Regions from separate parts of the Anser cygnoides genome. Here regions 1 and 2 are each linked to region 3. The links are chromatin contacts, called in public Hi-C maps. All regions are on one chromosome and are shown on one strand. Each heading gives the region's core, a stretch centred on a gene start, on an enhancer-like site or on the middle of the called end of the contact. The rest is flanking DNA. Distances are from core to core; before and after follow the strand shown. Region 1 overlaps ZMIZ1 (zinc finger MIZ-type containing 1). Region 2 overlaps ZMIZ1 (zinc finger MIZ-type containing 1). Region 3 overlaps LOC106032688 (a long non-coding RNA gene).

Region 1 (4,090 bases), core at 1,382-3,881, 220 kb before region 3:
ATCAGCGTACCACTGGCATCAAAATGCCTGCCCTTCAGAACGAGCAGAGTGCGTTTTTAATTTTACATGTAGCAGTTAGGTCATATGGGGTTATTTATTTTTTAATTTAAACCGGTAAAACATATTTAATCTGTTTTGAGAAAAGAACAAATTGATTTAGCAAGCAGTTCAAGCCTTTCCCTGGAGACAGTCAACCATACTCAGCAATCTGGATATAGGTTGAGACTTCACTGAAGTCATTTTAATTGTAGGTCATAAGAAATGTCAAGATATGAAACACCAAGGAATACGAAAAATTAAGCCATCATTGAGACTAACAAATGCCTTAGATTTGGCAGTAGAGTATTTCTTTAAATCTTTATGGCATTCCTACTTATGCACGGTAGCAGAGCAAACTCGTTAGGGCTGCATGTAATACATGCACATTATTTTTGATGGTGGAAAAAAAAAACAACCTATACTAAGGGAAAACACTGAGGTGAAAGAAATTTAAAACAGTACACTTGTGCATGTGTGTGTTATCTTTTCCACTTCATTTCATTACACTAAACATCTTGTTTATGAACAAAAAGTTTTTTCATCTGGGTCAGAAACCATTCTTCCTAAGACAATAGGAAATAGACAGGGTTGCATGTACAGGAGTACACACATGAAAAAAAGCAGCAAAAATTAAGAGGATTTTAAAAGTAACAAGAACAAAACAAAAAACAAACAAACAACAACAACAACAACAAAAACCAGAAAACCACAACAGTAAAACCCTTTCAGAACTTTGTGCCCAGGTTTTATAAGGCAAAACTCTTCAAAATTTTCTTCTTAGCTAAAAAAGCACCTGTAAAACAGGTTTCTTCATGTGGAAACCCCTTATTTCTGTCATTTAGTTTTGAGCTGAACCTTCGTTTACTAAAACCCTTTTGTAGAACATTGCTGAAATACCAAAAATTTTCCTTTGTCCACTTTCCTCAAACAACAATGACAAAGGAGGGCTCTAAGCTTACCCACAGAAAGTGAAACCCCCGCATCCTTGTTTCACTTCTTAAAACAGAGAAAGATAAAAAATCAGGAGCACTCATTTTCACAATCAAAGAACATTATCCAAGAGCTCTTACTAAAGCATCTAATGAAAACATACATAACCTCTCTCCTTCTCCTACGAAATAAAGCGTAAGGGTCAGCTATGTGATATCAGCTGCAGATATATATGTATGTGTGCATGCTTTTTTGTGTTTTTTTTTGTTGTTGTTTGTTTGTTTTTTTGTTTTCATCATCCCAGCCTTTTGAGCTTGATCAATATACAAACTTCCATTCCCAGCATTATCTGCCACTCATGAGAGTGGAGACAGAAGTGGGTACTTCTCCCCTTTTGGCTAAATCAGAACAGATCTTAGCAGCAAACAGCTATGGGAACAGAAGGCACTCCAACTGATGCGCTAAAGGCCACACTAATGAAAACAGTTGTACACTTCTGGAAGAAGGGAAAAAAAAAAAACAAAAAGTAATTTTAACATCCTATTTTGCTGCCAGTCAAATCACTACTAAAAATCTGCATTATCAACACTAATTTCATCATTTTTTGCCACTGTTCCTACCAGGTGTGCCAAAACCTACAGAAAAGCATTTATATCTCTAATTGTGAAGCTGGGCATTTTGCTTGAGTTCAAATCTATCCACTGCCAAGTCCTTCTTGTTGACATACTTAAGGCCAGTTCAGTGAACACTGCGATACCCAAACCACCTCCTTCTGCAGCAGAAAGTACTGCACATACACATTCCCATGTGGAGCACCATGGGGCCAGGGGACATCACCGGCTTTGCCTTTACAAAGGAGGAAAGCTGCAACGCTGCAACCTACGGAAGATAGAGGCAAACATGCATTTACAGACCCAAGCCTTTTGTGCAAGTTAATGTTACAGAGAAATAAAAGCACTGAAAGGAAGGATCACACAGACGTGTCGGAGAGAAAGAGTCCTATCTTGGGATTTTACAGCTAGACGCAGTCTGAGGGTGGTGCGGGTCCCCCCAGCCTCCCCTGCCAGCCGCTCGCTGCAGCAGATGGGCTGCAGCAGGCTCCTCTCTCCTCCATCCCACAGCACGAGCTGTTACGCAAGTGCTCCCAAACTGGTAGCCCTGGATCTTGGTTTTCTGCTCCTCTGGGAGGGCTTGAGGGCAGCATGCAGGGCCTCCCCTCGTGCCAAGCCCTGACAGGCTGCCCACGCTGAAACTCTGGGCCAGCTTCGGCTCGGGGAGGCAGCCAAGAGCAGAACGCGTTGCACAATTTGTGCTCTCTGCGGACATCTGAGCTGGAAAGACAGTCATTGCAACAGCAAGCTGAAGTTTGCCTCGGGATCTTGTAAGTTTTACTGCAGGCTGTTCCTAAACTCTTCCACGGATGGCATTTGTAAAACTTGGATTAATTTTCTGTGACGCTCTAGAGGGGGGGCAGAGACCCTAAACTAAAACCCAGCCCTCCCTCACCAACCTCACTTCTCACAGCCATGTAAACATCCGCTCACTTCTTTCGTGTCCTCAGAAAGCCTCTCCCTTCAACATGCCAGAAGCTTTTAACCCGTATTCAAGACGATAGCATCTAGCCCCTGCTCTGAACAGGCACAACAGCAGCAGAGAAACTCCAGCAGACGAGCCCTGGGAGACCCTGCTCCAAGCCTTGGAGATGTGGGACTGCCACCGAGCTCTCCCCTGCCCCTCGGCGGGCAGAGCTGGCCTGGGAGCTCATGACTGCACCCCAGCTTTACGTGGGCACGGGCAGCGCAGTCAGCGACCGTGTGTTTTTATCAAGAGAGCGATGGGGAGGTTTCAACAGGCGAGGCGCAGGCAAACGCTGCCTCCTGCCAGCCCCTGGGGGTGGGATGGGCACCCAGGAGGGGAGAGCTGGTGGGGAAGGACTGTTTGTGCCACACGTGACTCGCGGCCTCGGCTAGTAATTAATTCTTCCTCTCGAGAGAACACATCCCCATGCCAGCCCACCCACCCTCCTCTCGAACAAACACAGCACCATGGAGGTCAGGGAGGGGAGGACTCGGTAACAGGGAAGAAAAAAACAAAACAAAACAAAACAAAAAACCCAAGCATTTAATATTTACATAAGAATGAAATGTTTCATTAATTACATACAGAATCAATTTGCAGCTATTTTCCTTAAATTTCTCAGTCAAACCCACCGATTTGAAGCACTTTGAACTGCGCTGCACCAGTAATTGTGGATGAATATTTTAGATCAGTCTTGAATCACTGTACTGCATATACCGAATGAACTAATAAGCTGCTCATGTGTGGACTACTAATGCATTTCCTTTCTTTCCTAGACAGATGGAGTGCAGTCTAAAATCAGTTGGATTGGCTACTGGGAATCTTCAGAAAGGCTTACAAAAACCTTTAGGTCTGCTGTTTTATTAAAAATATTACTCAACAGCCTGCGTGTGTCTAAAAGGAGCCAAAAAAGAAGCAGAAAAACCCAAACAAGTTTGCAAAGGCATGAATGAACAGTTGGACATTTCACGCGACAGCAGCAACCTGCACAGAGTGACAACGAATACTGCAACTGAAAGGTTACTACAGGACTACCGAAACGATGGACATTATTGCCACCTACACCGCATTTATCACAATATGGCTGCTTACGGACAGTCATTTTAAATTACATACTGTGGCATATCACTTCTGTCATCTGACAGCTGTATTCTAGTTTACAGAAGCATCTGTTGAGTCATCAGGAGATCAGAATAGCTAATTGCACTTTGGGGATGCTTTCAGAGATTAAAAGTCCCCTTATTTCAAGCAAATTTTAAGTGTCCCCATAAATTGAACTCCTTTTTCATATATAAAATTAACATATGCACCCACACTCCAGTGAAATTGATGTATGAAATGTGAAGAATAACTTCCCTAAAGGATTATCTGTTTTCTTCTGCCTCAACTGTGCTCAGCAACGTGGAACAGAAAACAAAGATATAACCTGAATCCCATGTAATTCTGAAATATGAACTAAGACGTGGCCTCCGCTGGCTGGACACAGAATGCAGAGGAGTGAACCTTCACTCTCGAGTTTTAAAAATAAAAATGTAACAGCTGT
Region 2 (3,993 bases), core at 1,424-3,923, 180 kb before region 3:
TTTACCAACCCTGCTAACGCAGACCAGTGAAAAGACCAGGAGAGAAGCCTGACGCTGGGGCAGCGTCAACCATCTAGGAAAGAATGGCAGGCACGCTGTAGAAACGAAGAAATTGAATTACAATGACAGCTGACATTTTCAAAAATCATTGGAGCAGCCATGATTAAATCATACATCAAATTAAAATGCATATGAAAATGTTGCATTTCCCACTACGATCCAATCATACTCATTTATTCAAAAATAGACTTCTACGGTAGGCTTCAGCTTCTTTCAAGGCTGCAACCTCCTTCCTAGCTAGTCACGAAGATCAGATTACGAACTCCCTGGCCTTTTTACAGATTGCAACACTCACTAAGAACTGAAGACTACTGACCTTGGATTAAGAAATTTAACTGAGACGGGTTAGACTGTCAACCTGAAATGAGTGACGCTTAGTTGCTTCATTAAAACGTCAGTCTGAAGAAATATTCATGTCCACGAAAGTTGATTTTTCTAAGTACAACAGCTGACCTGATAAAAATTAAAACCTTCTACCTACAAATCTTGTCCTGCATATTAAACATAAATCTACTCATTTTTACACAAAGTACTTGTTTAAAAGTTCTAAAGCGAAGAAACATGAAACCAACGTTTTCCCCTAAGGTAAGTGATTTCTTTATAATTTTTCTAGCATCACTTCAATAAACAAACGCAGGCCCCAGAAGACAACTGGATGGAGGCATTATGGCTGCTCCTGTCTCTGGCAAGTAGGTAATGCTTCATCAAATGTCTTTCTTTAATTTTCTACAGTAGGCTTTGTAGGAATATGAGAGAAGTTCTAGATGCTACTGAAAATCATCAATAATTGCAGCATTCTTCTGATTTCATCCATACTTACCACTAGCTTGTTTCTATCTCACAGAAAGAGGGGCTGTGTATGAAATCAGGCATTTCAAAAACTGTTCTTTACACCTACTTCTTCCCTCCAAATAGCATGACTCCATGCATGTCAAAGTTGGATAAAGATGGAAGAATCCTTAACAAAACTTAGTGAACAAAAGGATGTAAAAAGAGACAGAACTGTGATTCCCTGTGTCAAGGACATTTTACTAGACAACTGAGGAAGTAAAATCTGAAAGAGACTGTGGAGAGACCGGTCTTAGGTAACTTTCTTAACATTTCCTGTATTTCTAACTAAAGAAGACTCTGCACTGGAGAAGTTCTTACAGGAATGAAAAAAAAAATATAGCAAAAGACAGAAGACTATCTGAATATAGATGCAATTGTTTTGGACCGTTTAGAGAACAAACCCAAAACTTGCAAGTGGGCTGATGCCTGTACATTTAGCCATTAGCACCAACGCTTTTGCACTGCTCTGCAACGCATTAAAAATAGTTTTGTCAGAAAAAAGTGCAATCAACTGCAACCTAATCTAGTTGTGAGGTCTTCATACAAGAAAGGTATGCAGGGGGTTTTGATTCATTTAGTTTTATTTTCTACCTCCTTCAGCCTGTTAGATTATATGTAAAGTACTGCTGAACTAATTTAAGCAGTCCCTCACCACACCTTCAGGGAGCATATTATCTACACTTCTGTTAAGCACCAATGTGCTACAGCCATTGATGTTATAAATGTTGGTTTATTATCATGGCAGCAAGTCACGCTAGGAACTGCAATAAAATCTATTAACATTTTATTCAAGTTCATGGTCGTATTAGGTCAAGTACTTGTGAATAAACTCTAGAGGATGAAGGACTAGCTTTAAGACTGTTGTTACCAATTGGTTACATTTTAGTAGATTTATTATTCGGCACAAATTGTAGAGCTCTGACTTAGTTTCACCAGGGACAAAAATATCTGTAAGATAACCAAGTCTGAGAAGAGCAAGAGGGAGGAAAAATAAATATGTGTCTACGTAAGTATCCTTAGAGTGATCAACACCATGTTAGATGAGACCAGCACATCGTTCTGATAACAACAATCCTATGCCGCATGTGTGCCTTGAGCTGCTTCATCAGAAACCATAGAAAATACAGACCAACGTTACTTATATAAGCATTTGCAGTCTTCAAACACCACAACCCAACAGGAGGCAGACATTTGTTCCAGATAAAATTCTTGTGAATAACATTTTTCCTCAACAATGTGGTACAAACTGTGTCAGTGTTTCTTGGATACTGAATTTTAAAGACTGTCAGCTCCCCGCAGCATAACCAACCCCTTGTTTTTCTCAATGTGCGCCAGTTGGACGAAAGTATTATTTAATTTAATTATGAAATATAGCTCAGAACAGAATTATTCCAAGCTCTGCAGCAAGATTCCATTTGTAACTCAAAGTAGTGTAAAAACAAGAGTTAATTGCCTGTACAAATATTTCAGGGTAGTGTTTACGTAATCAACAGTACATTAAGTACCAGAGTTGTGCTCTACTGATAGGTGAAAGAACAACTTTGAAAGGCAACTGCGTTGCCAATTAGCTTTCAACAAATATGTACACAAGCTGTGCTTGCAGGCTTGCGCTCAGCTTCCTCATTCTCTGCAGATTGCCCGGTTTTATAATGGTGAACTCCTTTATACTCAAACACCCAGCTAACTTCGCACCGCTCGAACAAGAGAAGGCAGCGGGTTTTATTCAGCCGGAGCTGTAACGCACCCAAATGTCACAGCTTAGGACCGTGATCTTTGACCAAAGCCACGTTCCAGTCGCAAGCGTGGGACACAAACCCCTTCGGCCGGAGCAGGGAAAATAAAACCACGGCTGCAGTTAGCCCCAGGAGGACGGAGCTTGCCTGCAAGACCCTGCAAGGCATACAAATGTCCCACTGGTCCCAGCTCCCGCATGTGCCTCCAGAGAGGCTGAGCCCTGAGCGCGAACACCCACGCGCATGCTCGCAGCAACTGCGCCACGGTTTTGCCTAACAGAGCTGTACACAAATAAAGAACCAAGCCCGGGTTCACAAAGCCACGTGAAGAGATTAACGCTCGTAGTCTTTGGGAATACCTGCATCGTGCTCCTCCCAGAAAATGGACTTGTTTTCCGTCCAGGAAAGCGAACTGCCTGGGGCTGAGGCCTGCACCTCCGCCACGTTGCGCAGGGCCTGGGCAGCACTGGACAGCAGCGTGCGGAGCTCCTCACAGGGTGCTCAGCAGGTGACTGCCAGCAGCCTTATGACTGACTGGGTCTGAAGGAAACATTTTGTAACTAGCTTAACAACAAATGCTAAAACAGCTTTCTGCAGTGCTTCCACGTTTCAGGCCTTTCCACAAGATATTTCTTACGCAGGCTGAGTTACTGTTCTGCTTGCTACGATGGAAACAAGTCTGAAGGTGAAAAGAGAGAAAGTTTATAGAAACAGGAAAGTTAAAACAATTCTGGAATTCTGCTTCATAAATTCCTTTAACTCACATAATGTTATATAAATTGCAATTTTGATAATAAGACAGCTGAAAATAAGTCTAGTCTTGTAAGTTGTGTGGGTGTATGGTTATGCTTATGTAACTTTCGATATCCACATTACTTTACAAGCATATGTTTAAGTCTGCTGCTGTGGATATCTCTGCTCTCCATGTGCATGTTTTGTTTCAGTACTCAGGAAAATCACCACTCTGCCATACTGCATAAAGCTTACGAAACCTTTTTGCTAAGTAGAAGTTATCAGTTTTTGAGCTAGTACCCTCATGGTATTAAGCTGAAGGAAGAGAGAGAAGGAGACTTAAAAGTACAGCTGAAGTCTGTGTGGCCCTGCTGCCACTGATTACGAAAAGTAACTTCTCCAGCATTTTCTGTAAAATGGTTCACATCTGGTCTGTGTTACAACAGAAGGGGTTGCCTGACGATCTGTCACAGCCACCCAAAGATACCAAAGAATAAACAACTGATCCTTTGATGTGCTTGTGGGACAGACAGCTGAAAATCTGTGGGTCTTATTATTTTTTTTTTTTTTTGCTAATGCACTGCACAGCACAAATAAGTCCCCCCTACTTTTTCATTATTCTTTTGTAAATCTGCTC
Region 3 (4,378 bases), core at 1,661-4,160:
GTTAAGAGTGTTGAAAGTGACAAAACAATATCTTACGTCTTGCATTTGGTCACACAAATTAAGATTAACATACAAGAACCAGAAAAAGCAAAGAAACTTACAGATGTACAGTAACTCCAAGAATTTTCAAATCTGAGTTATCCTCAGTAGCATTAACAAATAAACAAGAAATCCATTACCATTTTAATCCTTTATCTGTGTTTGATAAATCAAGCCCGAGTCTTGTAAGAGACCTTGTTTTCTGCAGTATTTGTATTTCTTCTTAGAATTGTTGGACTGAGAAGGTTGAGAATATCATGAAAAAACACTCTTCAGTAACTAAAAGTTGCAGAGCATTACCACACGGTATTCCTATACACAATGTGGTTTGCTCTACAAGATATTCCTGAACAAGAGTATTAGAATCTGCCCCTCAAAACTAGAGTTAAACTTTTAGTCCAAGTCCTCAGTGCAGCAACAGAAACATGAAGAAAGCCTTCAAGCAAAAACAAATATACCAACATCTGCAAAAGCTAGTTGCATTAACTGTCCATGAAAATCATCTCCAATCACATCGACAGAAAAGACAAGACATCCTATTTTGAAAGCAGCAGAGTCACTGTCTTCAAGTAATTTGGGGCCTAATTTTGTTCCATATATACTTACTTTACCTGTCTCTGTGAAGCTGCTAACATGATCTCTAGGTTTGTTCTTACTTGGAAATTTCTGCTGATTAAGAGACTTCAATAACTACACCCCCCCTCACCCTGTAGCTTCTGTCCTACAGATAAAAAATTGAAATCTGCTCAACATTCACTTAGGCATTTTATTCACAACTCTACTACTCTTTAGCAGGTAATTAGATGTAAAACAATAAAGGCTGCTCATCTGGCTGAAGTGAGGAAAATATTATACTAAACAGTAAGGGATGATTAGCTTCCTGAATCTCAATAAAGGATACAAGCAGAGAAAGTCAGCTTTTAAAAACAAAACAAAACAAAAAAATCAGGACAGACAGTATCATCATGATATATAGTTACATCTTTAACATAAAGAGGTAAACCACAAGGTAATACATCATATTAGACTGAAGATGGTTTAAAAACACTTGCTCTTTTATCCTTAATATAACATTCACTTACTAGATAACCCCCAGCAGAGACTCTCTCCTTTACAATGTGAAAACTCATTCCATAACTGTACCCCAAACAGGATTGTAACCCCATGCTGTTTTGATCAGCCTCCTTGCTAGCCAAAAATTTCATCTGATTTCCAGAGGAACACATTTGCTCATAGGAGACCAAGTCACATCTCGTGCTCTGACAAGGACAGTTGCATTGCTGGAACCCGCTAAGCAAGTGACAGCCAACAACTGCTACCAGCAAGACTCCCTTTTAGGGTGGTCACACCAGCTCACTGAACTACAGCAGGCAAACTGAAAACCTGGTGTTTTGAGGGCACCAGGACAGCTGGGGGCCTGATGCAGCAAACTGGAGAAAAGATGACGGGTTAATCTTTATATACCTCAATCCACATTAGCTATGCCAAAAGCATAAAACTGAACTGGCTGAGATTACATTTAGGCCATCTCCAGCCGATTTTCCAACCCTGCCCCATTTGAACATGGGGTTTGATTCAATCAGAAGTGTTTTTAGAGCTAGCTAGGTTATATATTTGCTGTCCCTAGCTGTTCATTTCTGCCCCTACGCTCTGCCTCACACCAGCACAAGCATTTGTGCAGCTGATTTTCCTCAGTTCTCTTTGCAGTGCAATCTGGGTGAAAGTTAAAAGGAGAAATGGGGGTGTTTTGGACAAATCACTTTGCTGAATAAATTCACTCTACATATGTGAGAAGGAAGAGGGAAAAAGAAAAAAAAAGAGCAGTGCTAGAAGATACCTAAATTCTGCCAGACTGCAAATGGAAAGGTCTTTCTGGTGTTCTCCCACATGGAATATTCCCAATTCACAGCAAGAGTCAGCCTGCAAGCACCAAGTCCTGAAGCATCACTCCCTTCAGAAGGTGCTGAAGACTTTCCCCCCATGAGCCCACCTGAAGGGGTGGTCATCACTGCAGCTGCAAGCTGGCTACTGACAGCCCCTGTATCTGGGGCAGGAAGGCAGAGCACAGCCCCACCAGCATCAGCAGTGCCGCCACACATGGAGCGTGCAGGGGTGCCTGCACTGGTACCTGTTCCGGGTCTGGCTTAGTGTAAGGGGAGGGAAAGATTAATCCTAGAGTTCTTCTAGCTTCATCCACCTGCATGAGCTTCCCCCGGTTAATGAACGGCGTATGTAGCAGCAAAATACAACAAAATGCTGAATTCAAACACTTGTGCTCCTAACCCACTCACATAGCATTATCTGAAAGACCCTGCAGCAGTTCACTAGGTATCCATCCTCATCCCTGGGTGATGGGATGCAGGGGCACTTCAGTGGTGGAGTAAGTCCTTTCTGCCCTTTGCCCGTCTTTCACTTTTTGCCTCTACCCTAAAGATCTGATTTCTGCTGCTTGAAAACATGACTGCAATAAGGCAGTGTTTTCCTTCAACTAAAATTCATTTTAAAAACAATTCTCTGTATGTAAACTCTAGCTAGATTTATTTTTCTATTATAAATTGAAGTTTACTCTTGGCAGATGATGAGGGAGAACTGGCTTAGTGGAAAGCAAAGATATATTCCTCCCCTGACTTGTTTTGTCCGGTCACTTTCCTCCATTTGCCAGAAATTACAAAGCGATCGACTTCAAAGGCACCACACATTGCGAGCCAGAGACTGACTTGTGAGCCTGCTTGCCCTGGGTGCAGGCGCTGGCTGCAGTGAGTGCTGTGGCTGCACACTGGGGCAGGCACGGCTGCACCTCTGCTAGCAGCCCTCTGACACCTGAGGAAACAGCAATTCCCTGCTGGCTGGGCTCCTTTAAACCCCGCGATACACAGAGAGAACGCTTTCCTATTGACATAAAAAATTCCTCTTTAGCACTAAGTATTGTTAATAAGCAGCCGCAGGATCTGGGGCCACGCTGCAGGCTCGTGTGTGTACGGACTGCCAGCAGTCCCGGCGGTGCAGCTGGGTGGGTGCCCCTGGGGACGCTGACACTGCCTGCCCTGACCCAGGGACCACCACAACCGCTGCCATGACCTGGAGCACGGGGTGCTGGTGTGCAATTAAGGCAGGCTCATGACGTGCCTCTCCCTGCTCCCCACCCTTGGCACGCACTTCTGCTGCTTCCCCTTGAGCCAAGCCTCGCACTTCTCTAACCCCACGGTGAACCTGCTCAGAGCGCGGAACTGGCAGGACAGCTTACCCTGCCACATGAACAAACAAAGCCCTGGTCAGCTTTCTGCCAGATGTCCTCCCTCCCTCCACCACTTGTGCTGATCGCCGGCACAGCAGCGGCCAGCCAAGGGGCAAGCACAGTGGTGCGCTCGGCATTAGGTCAGGCACATGTTGCTGGCACTCATCACTGGGTCAGCCTGGTTAAAACACCACACCGCATCCTGATGAGTCTGACATTCTTGATAGCCTGCCTTTGTCCCAGTGGGAGTATGGCCAAACATGGCCTTGACCACCACAGAGGTGCTCCAGAGCAAGGCTTCCAGCAGTGACAGCTGCCCTCACAGTACTTCCACCTGTAGAGCTCATTAAAGCTGGTAGGTGAGCTCGTTCTCCTCTTGCTTTCTAAGCAGGAGGGAAAAATAAGAGTCCCTTTAATGAGTGAGAGGGTTAGAAATAAGGAGACCCTGACATAAGACTGTAGATGCCGCAGTAAGGCCTGTTTGGAAAGCCCTTATAAGTGACTAACTTCCCACCCGGAATTTCTACAGTTGTATTGGTGCCCACAGGAGTGATTTTAGAGGGAGACAAGAGGCAGCCAGGAAGGGGAGAAAAGTAACAGCCAGGAACATGACCCCAGGGAGGGCAGGAAGGGGGAGCTCTGTAACATGAAGCTATCTGAGAAGACAAGCATGGACCTAAGACTAACCTTTTGGGAAACAGGACTGTAGTTTTAGTCAATGAACAGAGCCACAGTAGAGATGCATCCCCTGTATGCATGCAGTCCTCTCTTCTCTGTTTAGCAGGCGTGCTTAGGTCAGGAGCTCTCCGCCATTTCGGACTCAATCAGTTAGCCCGGTGCTGGTACTGGGGAGACTGTTCCCATGTCTTGTAACCCTGCACATTCCCCAGGCTGTAAACAGCACAGGTCCTGCAGATAGATCCTGGCATTTCACAACCACAGCAGAAAGCAACTCTTTCTGTTCTCCATCCAAGGAAAGTTGAGGCTTCCCCCCTCCACCTTTTTCTCTTTCCCCTTTTTTTTTTTTTTAAGTGCAAGTAGTTTGTGCTAAGCAGCTGTCATTATTTCAAATGGAAAGTGTGATCAGTGGGACTGGTTAGTAAC

What was found. A called contact is a pair of places that touch in the nucleus more often than the background predicts.
Region 1: a contact with region 3 is called in a Hi-C map of liver, with 2.2 times the contacts expected there. The contact joins two enhancer-like sites. A contact is called at or near these places in 2 of 7 Hi-C or Micro-C datasets (both in liver).
Region 2: a Hi-C map of liver shows a contact between it and region 3, with 9 times the contacts expected there. The contact joins two enhancer-like sites. A contact is called at or near these places in 2 of 7 Hi-C or Micro-C datasets (both in liver).

What each region holds. Positions count from the first base shown.
Region 1 is chr7:34,149,885-34,153,974 of Taihu_goose_T2T_genome, forward strand. The region is part of intron 2 of ZMIZ1 (zinc finger MIZ-type containing 1); the gene reads right to left. Among named protein-coding and RNA genes, the nearest start is that of ZMIZ1, 110 kb to the right of the region's middle. Within about 2 kb of position 2,632, at least 1 of the 3 cell types and tissues checked has open chromatin away from gene starts, as enhancers often do. A contact at or near this core is called in liver, where this site is marked.
Region 2 is chr7:34,192,613-34,196,605 of Taihu_goose_T2T_genome, forward strand. The region is part of intron 2 of ZMIZ1 (zinc finger MIZ-type containing 1); the gene reads right to left. Among named protein-coding and RNA genes, the nearest start is that of ZMIZ1, 71 kb to the right of the region's middle. Within about 2 kb of position 2,674, at least 1 of the 3 cell types and tissues checked has open chromatin away from gene starts, as enhancers often do. A contact at or near this core is called in liver, where this site is marked.
Region 3 is chr7:34,374,436-34,378,813 of Taihu_goose_T2T_genome, forward strand. All of the region lies in intron 6 of LOC106032688 (a long non-coding RNA gene), which reads right to left. Among named protein-coding and RNA genes, the nearest start is that of ZMIZ1, 110 kb to the left of the region's middle. Within about 2 kb of position 2,911, at least 2 of the 3 cell types and tissues checked have open chromatin away from gene starts, as enhancers often do. A contact at or near this core is called in liver, where this site is marked.